4 separate regions of the Mus musculus genome follow, and all the other regions are linked to region 2. A link is a contact called in public Hi-C and HiChIP or PLAC-seq data. All regions are on one chromosome and are shown on one strand. Each heading gives the region's core, a stretch centred on a gene start, on an enhancer-like site or on the middle of the called end of the contact. The rest is flanking DNA. Distances are from core to core; before and after follow the strand shown.

Region 1 (3,182 bases), core at 570-3,069, 74 kb after region 2:
CTGGAAGAACAGCCAGTGCTCCTAACTGCTGAGCCATCTCTCCAGCCCTTGATAGATGCTTTACAAAACACCTACTTATGTACTACTTTTTTAAAAAGTTTTGTATGATTCTATATGCCACTAATACTGTTTTTGGAACATCTTTCTATTAGGTAGTATTTTTATACTACTTATTTCTTAGTGTCAAATGATATTCTATCTTACATGTAGATCATCATTTAATATTCCCATTTTCCTTTTGGGCATTTACAGGTACCGTTTTCACAGTAATATAGGCAATGCCAGGAGAGCATCTTCATGACAGATAAAGTCTGTGCATATCCATGGTAATTATTGCTGTGGCCTGAATCCTGTGTGTGTGTGTGTGTGTGTGTGTGTGTGTGTGTGTGTGTGAGTGTGTGTGTGTGTGTGTGTGAGAGAGAGAGAGAGAGAGAGAGAGAGAGAGAGAGAAAGGAGAGAGAATATGAGAAAGTGTGTGTATGTGAGAGAGAGAGAATGTGAGAGAGAAAGTGTGTGTATGTGAGAGAGAGAATGTGAGAAAGTGTGTGTGTGAGTGCATGTGTGTGTGTGAGAGAGAGAGGAATGTGAGAAAGTGTGTGTGAGTGTGTGTGTGTGTGTGAGAGAGAGAGAGGGAGAGAGAGAGAGAGAGAGAGAAAGAGGAGAGAGAATGTGAGAGAGAAAGTGTGTGTATGTGAGAGAGAGGAGAGAATGTGAGAAAGTGTGTGTGAGTGCATGTGTGTGTATGTGAGAGAGAGGAGAGAATGTGAGAAAGTGTGTGTGAGTGCATGTGTGTGTGTGTGTGAGAGAGAGGAGAGAATGTGAGAAAGTGTGTGTGAGTGTGTGTGTGTGTGTGTGTGTGTGAGAGAGAGAGAGAGAGAGGGAGAGAGAGAGAATATGAATGAGAATGCGTTTGAGCTTTCTACCATAGTGACAGGTGCCTGGGAAGAACAATTTCAGAGAGGAAAGATTTGCTTCAGATCATGGCTTTAGAAATGCTCTCCTGTAGGGCTGTGTGAGGCAGGGTACCGTGGTGGTGAGGGTGTATGATGGAGAGGGTTGCTTCATGGGTGGGTGGAAGAATGGAGAGAGAGGCTGTGTTGGTTGCCACAGAGGGTGGAGGGGAAGGGGAAGAAGAAGGGAAGGGGAAGAGGGAGAGAAGAGATGGAGGAGGACACTTGGAGAAGCACAGTTCTACAGCAGGCCATTTGCCTCTGAGTTAACCCAGTGATGTTTAGTCCCAGTGCCATCCAGGCACTGACCACACCATGCTGCTCTCAGACCAGGCTTTCAGTAGCCTTTGGGGGTGGTTTCACATTAACACACAGTTACACGTCTTAGTTTTGATCATTTCAGCATGTAGTAAGTGTGCACCACACTGTTCTGCTGTCTCCATTCGAAGTTGCATGTGCTTGTTATGGACAAGGCACCGCTGTGATTCGTTAGTGCTTATTTATTTATTTAATGTTTTATTTGACACTACTAGTGTTCTGCCTGCTTGTATGCTATGTGTGAGGGCATCAGATCCCCTGGAACTGGAGTTATAGATAGCTGCGAACTGCCATGTGGGTGCTGGGAATTGAACCCCGGGCCTTTGGAGGAGCAGCCAGTGCTCTTAACCACCGAGGCATCTCTCTAGCCCCTGTTAGTGCTTCTCGTGACCGTCTATGTGTCTTTCTCGTAACCGACAGCAGGACTGTGGTGCTGCATGGCAGTGAAATGTAGGATGTGGTCGTGGTAGGATCAGATTGCCGGGGTTTGACTTGTAATTCCGCTGGTTGGTTGCTTGCTAGGCTGCTGTGAGATTCTTCTTGTGCATCTTCTCTGTATGCTCAACCTCAGAGCTCACTCAGTCTTCCTGGAGTGCCACGTGGTGTAAGCTTCTGATTATGCTTGCTTCTTCATTTCTCCAGTAAGGCTCTTTCCACCCCACCGACACCTCAGTCGTCTAGACTGTTGGTACAAATGTAACTCTACCAGGTGCATTTGCCAGGCTTCTCACAAAGTCCTTGCTGATCTGTCACATTTGCTGGGAGCCAACCGGATAAAAAAAGTTGCTAGTTCTTTGAGAGTTTTGTACAATACATTTTGGTCAAAATCACCTCTCAACTTTTCCCAGACCTTTTCTTTGCCCACCTAGCTCTGTGACCTTTTACAAACACCAAAACCCTCAAGATAATTTGTGCTGCCAAAATATTCTTGGATATATGGTTTTCTCCTAGAGTGTGATCAGTGTACTTGGGGCTGTATTCCCAGAGAAAATGCTCTTCTCTCCACAGCTCACAGTTGTCAGCAGCTTTGCTGTTAGGGGTGGGACTGTGTGCTCTATACTCCTGAGAGCAGGTCCTTGGGGCTTGCTGAGTTCATGCAGACAGCGGGGATGGGGGGAGTGGGGGGGTTGGGTGTGTGTGTGTGCTTTCCCAGTCACCGTCACCACCTCTGCTTTCACACTCTTTCCGCCCCCCTCTTCCTCAGTGATCTCTGAGCCTTGGTGGGTGGAGGGTATACATTTTTGGGCTGAATAGTCTATAATCTTTTACTCTCTGAAGCTTGGCTAGTTGTAGGTCTGTGTTAATTACTTTCTATTGCTAATAGAAGCTTCTCTGAGCGATCCATTGGACTGAACAGGGTGTGCCAAAAGTGGTTCAGGAACTTGATGATGCTATCTTGTGTGCCCCCCTGCCCCACCCTCCAGGCCCTTCACTTTGGTGCTGTGCACATCCCAAAGCTAACTGCCTGCCAGCTTTGTCACATCTTCCCTGTCCTGAGTGCCCAAGCTCAGGCCCTTGTTGTTATGCAAAGTCACTTACTTCTTCTGTGTAGTGCTCACCTTGAGGGTTATTTTGAGAGTTAGACTGTGATTCGTTTATTTACCATCAACGGTACTGAATACCAGGTGTTGTTTGAACTGTGGGGATAGAATAAGGAACAGACAGAGAAACCTTCTGCCATCATAGAGTCTGTCCGATGATGGAGACGGGTTAAACGAGCACTGTGAAACTAGCACAGCAGAGTGAAGCCCTGAGGGAGGTGTGTGCAGTGGGCCCTGGTCGTGAGCAGACCGTTCTGGAGAGGTGGGGAGAGGTGCCCAAGGCCCTGGTACAGGAAGGAGTGAGTGCCAGGAGCAAGGCAATAAGAGTAAACAGGGCTAGCGTGTGTGTTAGTGCTAGAGGCAATGTAGAGCC
Region 2 (3,505 bases), core at 774-3,273:
TAACCATGAGGGTAATCCTCGGCCTACACCTCCCAAGTGCTGGGATTACAGGTGCCACACCCAGGGCCTTGTGCATGCTAGGTAAGCATGTTAACAAACAAGCCATGCCCCAGCCCCAGATACATGTTGAACCTTCATGTATCATTTCAACCGCTTCACAGAGTAACAAAGTACTTATGTTTCAAAGCAAGGTGGCCTAAGCAAATGTTGAGAAGGCCCTCCCAGCAGTGGAACTGAACGGGAACTCCCAGCAGCAGGGTGCAGGAAAGTACCATGCTGGACCCAGTACAGTGCATACATAGTGAATCTGAAAGGGAAGTGTGAGGTCAGAGATGAGGTCAGAGGTGACATCTTTGACAGGAAAGCTCTCCAGGCACCACCTGTGCTCGCCACAGCCTTGCCTTCCTGGAAAGGCTGGGATGAGCTTATCTGAAACCAGAGAGGGGACATTAGTCACAATGTTTTTATCACAACCTTCCTAACATCCCAGGACATCTCAAAGAGAACTGAAGGGACTCCAGCCAGCCCAAGCATCAAACATGGCTCTGGCAGGCCTAGCCCTTCTCTTCCATTCCCCCTGCCTTGTTAAAAACCATTAGATTCCATTCCTAAAGCTAGCACCCAAGGGCTATTCCCTTATTGGGCCATTTCCTCCTCCTGAGGCTGACCACCAAGGTCCAGCCATCAAAGTATTGAAGTCTAGTAATCAGAAGACCCGTTCGGTTTACGAATTAACTTACCCAATTAAAATTAAACACCTCATCCTAACATGGGCTTTCCCCTTTTACCTTTATAAACTGCCATTTTCCCATAGGCCATGTCTGTCTCCTCTCTATCCAGAGGCAGTCCTTTGACCCTCCCTCCCCCAGGACAGATATTCCTTCCCCCACTCCCTTGTTCCCTGCCCCTTCTCTCCTGTCCTCTATCTCCTGTTGTCTTTGTCTCTGATTCCCTGCCCTCTTTCCCTCTGGGGCAAATAAATTCCTTTTTATTTGAAAACTTGGTCTTGAGCTCCTGATCCAAATGATGGACCAGGCACTGTGTTATAGACAAGAACGTTCTGCGGACAGAAACTGTAAAAGAATTATAAAAAGGCAGCAGTAAGACCAAGGAAAGGTTTGAGGGATATGGAGAACACCCTAAAGTCCAGAGAACACTCTAAAGCCAGGACCAGTCGTTCCTCCCCCCACACTCCCCCTCCCAAACCCATTTATATAAAAGTCATCTCCACCTGTTGCTGAGATGCAGGCCCTCTGAATTTCGATATTCTCTCCAGGAAGGAGGAGGCAGTCTCAGAAAGTAAGCAGAGTCATGAGCAGGGGAGAAAGAGAAGGGGGAAATCATGAGGGCCCCTTCCCATCAGTAAAACATGAAAGGAAACAGTTGCAGGAAGCTGAAACTGTCTAGCCAAAGTGCAGAGAGAGAAGTTTGGACTAGGGTGCTCTGCCTGCAAGAAACAATCATGGCTCTAGGGATGCAGTTTTCCAGTGTTTTCACCAGAGTTAGGCTTTCTGCTGATGCAGCTGCTTTGGAGTCACCCCTGCTCCCTGTAACCAACTCCCCTGCCCTGGCGTGAGTTGACCCAGTGTGTGTGTGTGTGTGTGTGTGTGTGTGTGTGTGCTCGCACGTGTGCTGCACCACCCCAAGAAAAGTCTGTCCCACAACACCTGCCCAAGCACCCAGCAGCAAACACCCTAACATTCTGTTCTCCACAGCTCAGCCTTGACTGTTCTCAAGACCAGATCACCCATTGCCAGATGGATCTTAGCTGCCCCTCCCTTCAGGCTGTTGGGCGAAGGCCAGTCTTGGCATCCCTTGCACTGGCCTGAGTCACACTGCTCATGACAGAGAACACACTTCTAGGGGAGCCTGGGATGCTTCCTGTCCCGAGTCTGTTTTGCCCTCTGACCCTCCCACCAGGCTCCCTCTGCTCATTTTCAGTGAGTCTTTCCTCTCAGAGGAGCAGGTGGAAGTCCCCGCCCCCAGCTTAAAGTTTAACCCTGCACAAGGGTTTTCTCTCTGGGGAACAGCTAAATAGTTCAGGCAGCCAGCTTCAGAAGGTGGGAGTTTCCTGTCCACTCCCAGCAGTCACATGTGTCAATTGGTGAGTCGTCAAAGCCTGGCACCACAGACCTGGTCACTGCGCATGTGCACCTCAGCGTACCTCGGGTTTGCGCCCAGGCCTTTAGACTTGTCACCCCTATTAGAACAAGATTTTACCATTCTCATGTACTCCTTGCCCACTCCAATAGTTTATGAAACAAATGGATGGATGGGTGTCTTTGCGGGCTCCCTCCAGCTAGAGGTAGCCATGGAGGCTTCGTGCTTAATGTCTTTCTACACAAGTGCCTTCTGTGCCCCGCTCCTAAACCCCGTGGCAGACGAATACTCACCCATTCCATTCCCTGGCCTTGGTTTTGCTAACGCTCAGAGTTCTCTAGTGGGAGTGAGTTGATTTTTTTTTTTTTTTTAATTTTTGTGCTTTGAGGCAGGGTGCCATAATTCTCCGGCTAGCCTCAAACCCTTACGTAGCTCAGAATGACTTTGAACTTCCGGTTCTCCTGCATCTACCTCGGATTACATTAGGATTACGCTCACAGTTTATGAAGGGCTGGAGTTGGACCCAGGGGCTCAAGCACGCTAGGCATATCCTTAGCCCCTCCCTATTGGCGCTGAGTGCCCTTTACCCATAGCAGCTGGCCTGCCACTACCTTTAGTTCCTTGACGGGTCCTTCTGTTCACTTGCAGACTTCCTGAGACTCTCAAATAAACAGCTTGCTCTTTGACTCTCTGTCCATTTCTGTGAGACTCCACGTTTAGCACACGTCAGCCACAGCAGGCATTTGGCTAATGCCCTGCAGATTATCTGATGTGGGATTTCTGCATTGCTGGGTGTGACTCTTGACTGTGAAGGCTTCTCTTGGGAACAGTCATCTTCCTGTGAAGGGGGAAAGGATTTCCAGCCACAAGTCCTGAAAAGGGATCTAAGAGATGAAATGTGAAAGGAAGGAGAAAAAAAAAGGAATTCTCTCCCTTCTGTGCCAATGTGCTTTCAGATGTGGAGTGGACTCTCAGCTCACAGGTTGGTTATGAAATCATTCACCCTGGGAAGCCAGCATGCTGCCTTTTATGGATGCTGCCGCTCAGACTGTTGTACCGGGAGTGTTTTTCCATCATGTTCTCTATAGAGTTCACAGAAAAGCCAAAAATAATATAAGATATTCAGACCGACCCTAGACAGGAGTGTAGTTTCATAAACCCTTATGATCAAAACCATCAGTGAAATAAAACCGATAGCCCCATGACCAGCATTCTCGCCCCACTCCCACCCCCTTACAGCAAGTTGGCACTGAAGTAGTGTTTTTGTGTTACCCATGAGGAAATGAGTCAGAGAAAGGACCTGCTGAAGACTCCAAAGCTGCTGAGAGAGCTAGAAGACAATGTTCTCCACCACCCTCCTCACAGGCTGAGCCTGACAGGATTTCTAACACAGCTTCAAGTCTTC
Region 3 (3,122 bases), core at 391-2,890, 91 kb after region 2:
ATCTCTCTGAAATAGGAGGGTGGATAAGGAATTTTCCTTAAGAAAGTCACTTTGCAGCGTGCTGATGTTTAATTCAGCTCTGAATCTTTCTTTAGTGAAACAATAGGGAGGATTAACAGCCTGTGGCTGGCTGATGAGAGTTAGTTTGAACAGTTGGGTAGACAGGACCAGGTACTGTGTGCTTTCTCCTTTGGTCCCATTGTTGTTTGCCACATAATTGGCTTAAATGTGATTTTGGAATAAAATCCTATATATCTAAAAACCTGTATTAAAATTTCCAAATAAGGCTGAGAATGGTAGCAACATGCTTTTAACTCTAGCACTTCTGAGGCAGAGGGAGGGGGAATCTCTGTTTGAAACTAGTTTGCTCTACATAGCACCCCCAAAATGTATATAACTAGAATACTAGTTTCTACGCAAATAAGAAAATTACTGCATAGTAAGGTTAAATCTTTAGTATTAAGCAAAGGAGACTTAGAGGCTTAAACACTGTGGTCTTTAAAGAAGCCTCTGAGGTATAATGAAGTCCTGGTCTTTCCTCTATCACCATTCTCCCTGGTGTTGTCATGAAAACACCTGTATCTACAGGCTGTCCTTCCCTGGCTGCTTTTCTGTAGTCCACCTGCCCCAGTTTTCACTGTGCTCAGTGCGATGCTCGATGCTTGTGTCTCTGTATTACCATCCGGACTATGTTCTGCACGATTTTGAGCGAGTGTTGAAAACCGATTGTCTTTCAGGTTAACTTTTGAAAACTTAAGTACCATGACTATCTGTAGGTTTTGTGTTTTTTGTTTTTATTTTTTTTTAAATTGAAGCCAAGTAATTTCATGAAACAGTAATTGAAACTATATGACAAAGACATTGAATTATGTTATGATGTACTATGTCATCAACATAATGTGTTAAATGACAGGGGAATGAGAGCGAGGCCTCAGTCCTACACCAAGAACTACTAGCAGCTTCTGTGCTAAAAGTGGGAGCAATAGGCCTCCCTCAGGAAGAGCCCACCAACTGGTTATCCAGTACTAAACGGTCAGCTCTGAAAACACGTGTGAGTAACACTACACAGAAAAGCAGGTTATATGTATTTAGGTGTGTGTGTGTGTGTGTGTGTGTGTGTGTGTAACAACAATTAAGAGAAGGAGGCCATGAATTTGTAAGCGGTTAAGGAGGGTCACGTGGGAGGGTTTGGAGGGAGGAGAGGGAAGAAATGATGTAATTATATTGGAATCTCAAAAATAAAATAAAAACATTTAAAACTCTACACTTAACTATTAATAAAAAATATTGAAAATGAGCGCTGAATCCTGGGAAAAGAATAACCAGTTGTTTCAAGGTCTTCATCTGATGGAACAGAAGTTTTGAGTTTAGTAAACACAACATTACTTCTGATAATGGTTTGCCATGAAATTAATTGAATGCAGCTTACCTCCTGTCTGTCAAAGGCTGTCTGAGAGGTGACCGTTTGCCGCTCTGCCCAGTCCCAGAGAGAGAGTGCTCAGAGTCGCCTGTGTTAGGTAGGTGGTGTCTCTGTGCTGTGTCTTGTTGGAGGGTTGTTGAGATGTAGTACCGATAGTGGGGTTGGTCTGCTGAGCTCTGAGCACTGCTCTGCCGTTTTCAGGAAACGCTCTGAAATGAGACACTCAGCGTGGGACTTTACCCTGGATGTGGTTTTCTCTTTCACAAGTGATTTGTTTATGAAGTCCTGCTCATCTCGGGCTGCTCTTGAAACAATGGCATATCTTGAAGAAAGGCAGATATTCTTGAATTAACTGCTTGTTTTGATGTTTGAAGTTTGTGTCACTTACAGGCAGGAGATTTGACACTGGGCAAAGCAAGGTTCAAAGCCTAGCTGCTTTCTAAGCTCCTCGACTTTGTCTAGCCTTTTGTTGTTCCTGTGTAGTTCCTATCCAGTTGAAATGCATAGCACTCATGTGATAGGATTGAGAACTCCTCTCCAGAAAAGTCCTGCCTGAAAGAGAGCAACTGCCACCCTGCCACCTCGGTCACCTGTCATCTTCTCCATGGCCCTGCTCTGCTCTGCTCTGCCCTGCCCTGCCCTGCAGATCTGTTCCTGGATCCTGTAGGTACTTCCTACACTTTGTCCATTTTCTATCTCAGGGAAGACTTGCAGTAATTTTTTTCTTGCATGAACATCCATGTAAACCATGGGAAGGACTGGGGAATTTACATGTAGCTGGAAGAATTTATATGTAGCAGTGTTCTCAGCTGAGAAGGGAAGTGAAACCCACAGAAGGGAGGATTGGGCAGCCCAGAGCATCGCTGTCTAGCTACTCTGAGTTTAACTTTCTCTTTAAAGTAGCCCAGCCCTTGTCCAGTTCTAAGTATCTCTACATTGGCTACACATTATTTGCCAGCCTTTAAATGGTGCCTAAGCTTAGCTGCTTCTGTGTCTATAGTGTGAGCGATTTAAACTGGCTCCTGTCATCTTGTCTGTCCTGTTTTGAGACGGGGCCTTACTGGCTGCTTTGGAGCTGTGTTGACCAGGTTGGCTTTGAACTTACCCTGGTCTTCCTGTCTCTGCCTCCTGAGAGCTGGACTCCAGCTGTCAGCCACCACAGCTGCCACAGCGTGAACTTGAGGTAGTTTGAGAACCTTGCTTCTTTTCCCAGAAGTGCTAAACTTTCATTCTACAAAAGGTACTGACGTTAGCTGTGCTAACAAACCACTGGGTGCCGTGGGAGCCTTCCAGAATAATGTGCTATAGAGCCACTGGAGACCACTGCAGCAGTTCCTGTGTGGGTGAGAGGTGATTGCCTTGAAACCTTCTCTAGACATGCTTTGGCATTGCCAAGTTACATCATAATTGTTTTATATGAAGTTATGTTTTTTCATATGCTACACAGGTCAGCCACATGGATACCTCTTGACTGGGACCCAGTGTGTTCTGTGAGAAGGTTTCTGACAGGAAGTACTGATTGTGCTGCTACAGTCAACAGATGAGGAGCCTGGGGTGTCTTCTCATTAAGACTTGAGTCTTCCCCGTATGTAGCATTCTTAGTTGAGAACTTGCATTTCTTAGTGCAAGGTGCCCAGGGCAGATTTGGAACCTCCCAAAAGCTTGGCAGAACCCACCTGTAGACCCTCCCTCTAACCACCTC
Region 4 (3,174 bases), core at 541-3,040, 93 kb before region 2:
GGGAGGCAGAGGCAGAAGGATCCCTGTGAGTTCAAGATCAGCCTGGTCTACAGAGCAAGTTCCAGGACAGTCAAGCTACACAAAGAAACCCTGTCTCAAAAAACATGAATGAATGAATGAGTAAATGAATACATAAACACAAAATGTTGCATACATAAGATGAAACACTATTAAGAATGAGATGTGGCCCCAAATGCCAGCCCTGGTTCCACTGGCCCCTGAAGTGGCTGGAAGAAAGGCATCCAGGTACCTGCCACCAAGGCCCAAGTATGGGTCGGCCGTCCTGTTGCAGCTGGCATCTGTGTCAATGTCTGTGGCCCGAGTTACCACCAAAAGCCAAGCAGATATCTGGGCTGGGCTGCCACCAGAGACTATGTGGGATATCTGAGGGCCATGCTGCTGCAGGGGTGGGGGTCGGGGGGGGGGGGGGTGTAAATCTAGGTCCAAGGTCTTATGGCAGTTGAGATCAAAGCCCATGCAGATATCCTTGGTCTGGATGGCTGCCTGAGGCACTGTGCTGATATGGCCCCACCCCTTGCCTGGGTAACACAGTAGAGCTGACCCTGACTGCAGGGGAGTGGGTGGGCTGACCAGAGGGTGTGAGAGTGGGAAGCTGACCCCGCCTCTCATCTGCTGTAGGGTGGTAGGGGCAGGGAAGAGAAGCTCTCCCCCCACCTCACCCCTCAATGCCTGCAGCAGGCGGGTGAACATCCTCCAAGGTCAAGAGCCAGAGAGGTGGCCCTGCTCCTTTCTAGCTGCAGAACTCTGGAGAGGGAGCCCTACACCTTGCCTGGGCAACACGATAGAGCTGGCTCTGGTGGCAAAGGCACAGAACAGGTATATGAATCTGGTGGGGCAGAGAAAGACACAATTGAGACCCTACTAACATCAATGCTTTTTTTAATGAGCATATCTGTGATCTATATATATGGATGATACCCTGAAATATTTTGTCTTGAGATATTTATACCAATCGTTTTCTCTGTACAGTGGACATAAGGCTCTCAATTTCCACAATCAGTGTTTTCTGCCTGTTATAGTTTAATGAGTGCTAAAATAAATAAATCTCACTGTTAAGTAAAATGGTGCATACTGATGAAGCCTTGGAGCAGGTCTTCCTCTGCAGTAGACAGGCCCCGCCCTCTCCCCACTCTGCAGCAGGCAGGTTCTGCCCTTCTTCCTCTGCAGCAGACAGGTCCCATCCCCACCTCTTCTCCAACAGACAAGTCCCACCCCTCCCTTCTTCCTCTGCAGTTTGTTAGGACCCGCCCCTCCTCCACTGCAGACAGTTCCTGCCTCATCTTTTTCTGAAATAAATAAGCCCCTCCCCGTCTTCCTCTACAGTTGATAGATCCCGCCCCCTCCTCCTCTGCAGACAGGTCATATCCCTCCTCCTCTGTAGTTGATAGGTCCAGCCCCTCCTCCTCTGTAGTAAACAGGTCCCGCCCCCTCCTCCTCTGTAGTAAGCAGGTCCCGCCCTTTCCTCCTCTGCAGCAGACAGGTCCTGCCCCCTCTTTCTCTGCTGAATGAAGGCTGCATGGCCAAGCAGTTGCAACTACACAGCAGAGTACCCACAGCTAAGATGCAGGGGGAAACTCAGACTGAGAGCCAACTGCGCCTCGAAAACATCAGCCCAACTCACTGCAGTGATCTAAACAGAGAGTTGAATCCACTGAGCATCATGAGGAAAGGCACTGAAGGAACACGGAAAACAAACTATCCACAGCCAAGGTCCTGCAGCGAGCGCTGGAACCTTGCAGGCAGTGCTGAGGCGTTGGTGGGTGCCCCAACACCGGAAAGCCACGAGGCTCCTCCCACCAGATGCAGCAAGGCAGGCAGAGGGTATTACTGAAGAACAATTACAACAAAGCCCAGCTTTTACTCTTCCCAAATGCCTCAAGCTCTTTAACACACCACCATTTTGCATTTACACCTTCTGCCTGCCCCCTAGTTCAATGCACCCCATCCCAAAGATATATACAGACACAAAAGAGAAGGGTGTCATCTATTCTGTGCTCTTCGAACAGTATCCAATGTCAAATGGCTGTTAATTAGCATACAAGTCAAAAGACCTTCACAGTCAATGGTTTTTGTAAGAACTAGAAAGGACCAAGTCTGAAGGAAGTTAAGTACTCAGAAAAATCTTGATGCTATGAAAGGCTAAATTCTATACTAGTTTAACCATGAAAAAAACTTCAATTTTAAGGTAGTAGGGACAAAAACTAAAATATTAAATTTACAATGAGCAAAATAAAGAGTTGCATTATCCCAGTATGATAATGGGATATAAATAACATGATAATAAATGATATACATAATGAAAGAAACTCAAGGGTCTGGAGAGACGGCTCAGTCAACAAAGGCCCTTCAAGTAGGACCTGAGTTCAATCCCTAAGAACCACATAAAAATGGCAGGTGCACTTGTAATTAGCACTGAGGGGTTAGAGACAGGCTCGCTGGCCAGTCTGGCCTTAGCAGTGAGCTCTGGGCCAAGGAGAGAACCTGTCTCAAATGAAGTGTACAGTGTTCCTGAGAATGGCACCAAAGATTTCCTCTAGCCTCCATGTGTGCAGCAGAAGTACATGTACACACAGGTACACACACGCACGTGTTCACGCGAGCGTGCACACACACACACACACACACACACCAAGAAAAATTGAAGACTAGTCGTTTTTTTTTTCTTCCTTTGTGCCCTTACTCCCGGTATGCAGCAGCAATCCGGTTCTAACTGACCAGCCTCTCTTTCCCTCAGCTATGATCAGCAGAAACACAATATATCACACACAGCAACACAAGAGGTGTTTACTTCTCCCACAACTACAGAAAGGAAGTCAAACTTGACAGTGCTGGCCTTGAGCAGAATGGGACTTTCTCAGAGGAAGAAAGTGGAACTGGCAATGTCTGCTTCAGCTTACGAGCTTTCCCTGCAGTGGAAGGTTTAGATGGACTGGCCTCCTGCCAGACAACCTATGTGCCACCCTCACATCAGCTACAGCAGCCTGGATGTGAGCATCTCCAGGGCTGCCGCTTGTCCAGCAAGAACAAGCAATCAGGACAAACTCCCAATGCACTGAGCTAATACGTCCAATTACTCTGTAAAGCAAAAATCCCGAGGAAAAATCTATACTCAAGAATGAGATCCCAACTCAATCTTCCACATCAATTGTGCTA

Evidence for each region. HiChIP or PLAC-seq counts read pairs in DNA pulled down with a chosen protein or histone mark. A called contact is a pair of places that touch in the nucleus more often than the background predicts.
Region 1: a contact with region 2 is called in a CTCF HiChIP or PLAC-seq map of CD8 T cells, with 21 read pairs. The contact joins two enhancer-like sites. A contact is called at or near these places in 1 of 15 datasets of contacts at CTCF or cohesin (CD8 T cells), 1 of 484 Hi-C or Micro-C datasets (undifferentiated spermatogonia) and 1 of 115 datasets of contacts at active chromatin or transcription factors (CD8 T cells).
Region 3: a contact with region 2 is called in a Hi-C map of Th1 cells, with 2.9 times the contacts expected there. The contact joins the promoter of Gpr18 here to the enhancer-like site in region 2. A contact is called at or near these places in 1 of 15 datasets of contacts at CTCF or cohesin (CD8 T cells), 4 of 484 Hi-C or Micro-C datasets (B cells, CD8 T cells and Th1 cells) and 2 of 115 datasets of contacts at active chromatin or transcription factors (CD8 T cells and effector CD8 T cells).
Region 4: a contact with region 2 is called in a CTCF HiChIP or PLAC-seq map of CD8 T cells, with 6 read pairs. The contact joins two enhancer-like sites. A contact is called at or near these places in 1 of 15 datasets of contacts at CTCF or cohesin (CD8 T cells), 1 of 484 Hi-C or Micro-C datasets (cerebral cortex), 1 of 115 datasets of contacts at active chromatin or transcription factors (effector CD8 T cells) and 2 of 9 other capture datasets (adipose tissue and pancreatic islet).

What each region holds. Positions count from the first base shown.
Region 1 is chr14:121,896,907-121,900,088 of GRCm38.p6, forward strand. All of the region lies in intron 1 of Ubac2 (ubiquitin associated domain containing 2), which reads left to right. Among named protein-coding and RNA genes, the nearest start is that of Gm46485, 15 kb to the right of the region's middle. Within about 2 kb of position 1,820, at least 47 of the 459 cell types and tissues checked have an H3K27ac peak or open chromatin away from gene starts, as enhancers often do. A contact at or near this core is called in CD8 T cells, where this site is marked.
Region 2 is chr14:121,822,923-121,826,427 of GRCm38.p6, forward strand. No RefSeq gene overlaps it. Among named protein-coding and RNA genes, the nearest start is that of Ubac2, 54 kb to the right of the region's middle. Within about 2 kb of position 2,024, at least 188 of the 459 cell types and tissues checked have an H3K27ac peak or open chromatin away from gene starts, as enhancers often do. A contact at or near this core is called in CD8 T cells and Th1 cells, where this site is marked.
Region 3 is chr14:121,914,248-121,917,369 of GRCm38.p6, forward strand. It overlaps Gpr18 (G protein-coupled receptor 18), which reads right to left and starts at 1,641. Exons shown (of 2, transcript NM_182806.2): 1 at 1,430-1,641. The region is part of intron 4 of Ubac2 (ubiquitin associated domain containing 2); the gene reads left to right. It overlaps Gm46485 (a long non-coding RNA gene), which reads left to right. Exons shown (of 2, transcript XR_001781471.2): 1 at 1-2,770; 2 at 2,868-3,122.
Region 4 is chr14:121,730,586-121,733,759 of GRCm38.p6, forward strand. It overlaps a transcript of Dock9 not described here. Among named protein-coding and RNA genes, the nearest start is that of Dock9, 34 kb to the left of the region's middle. Within about 2 kb of position 1,791, at least 116 of the 459 cell types and tissues checked have an H3K27ac peak or open chromatin away from gene starts, as enhancers often do. A contact at or near this core is called in CD8 T cells, where this site is marked.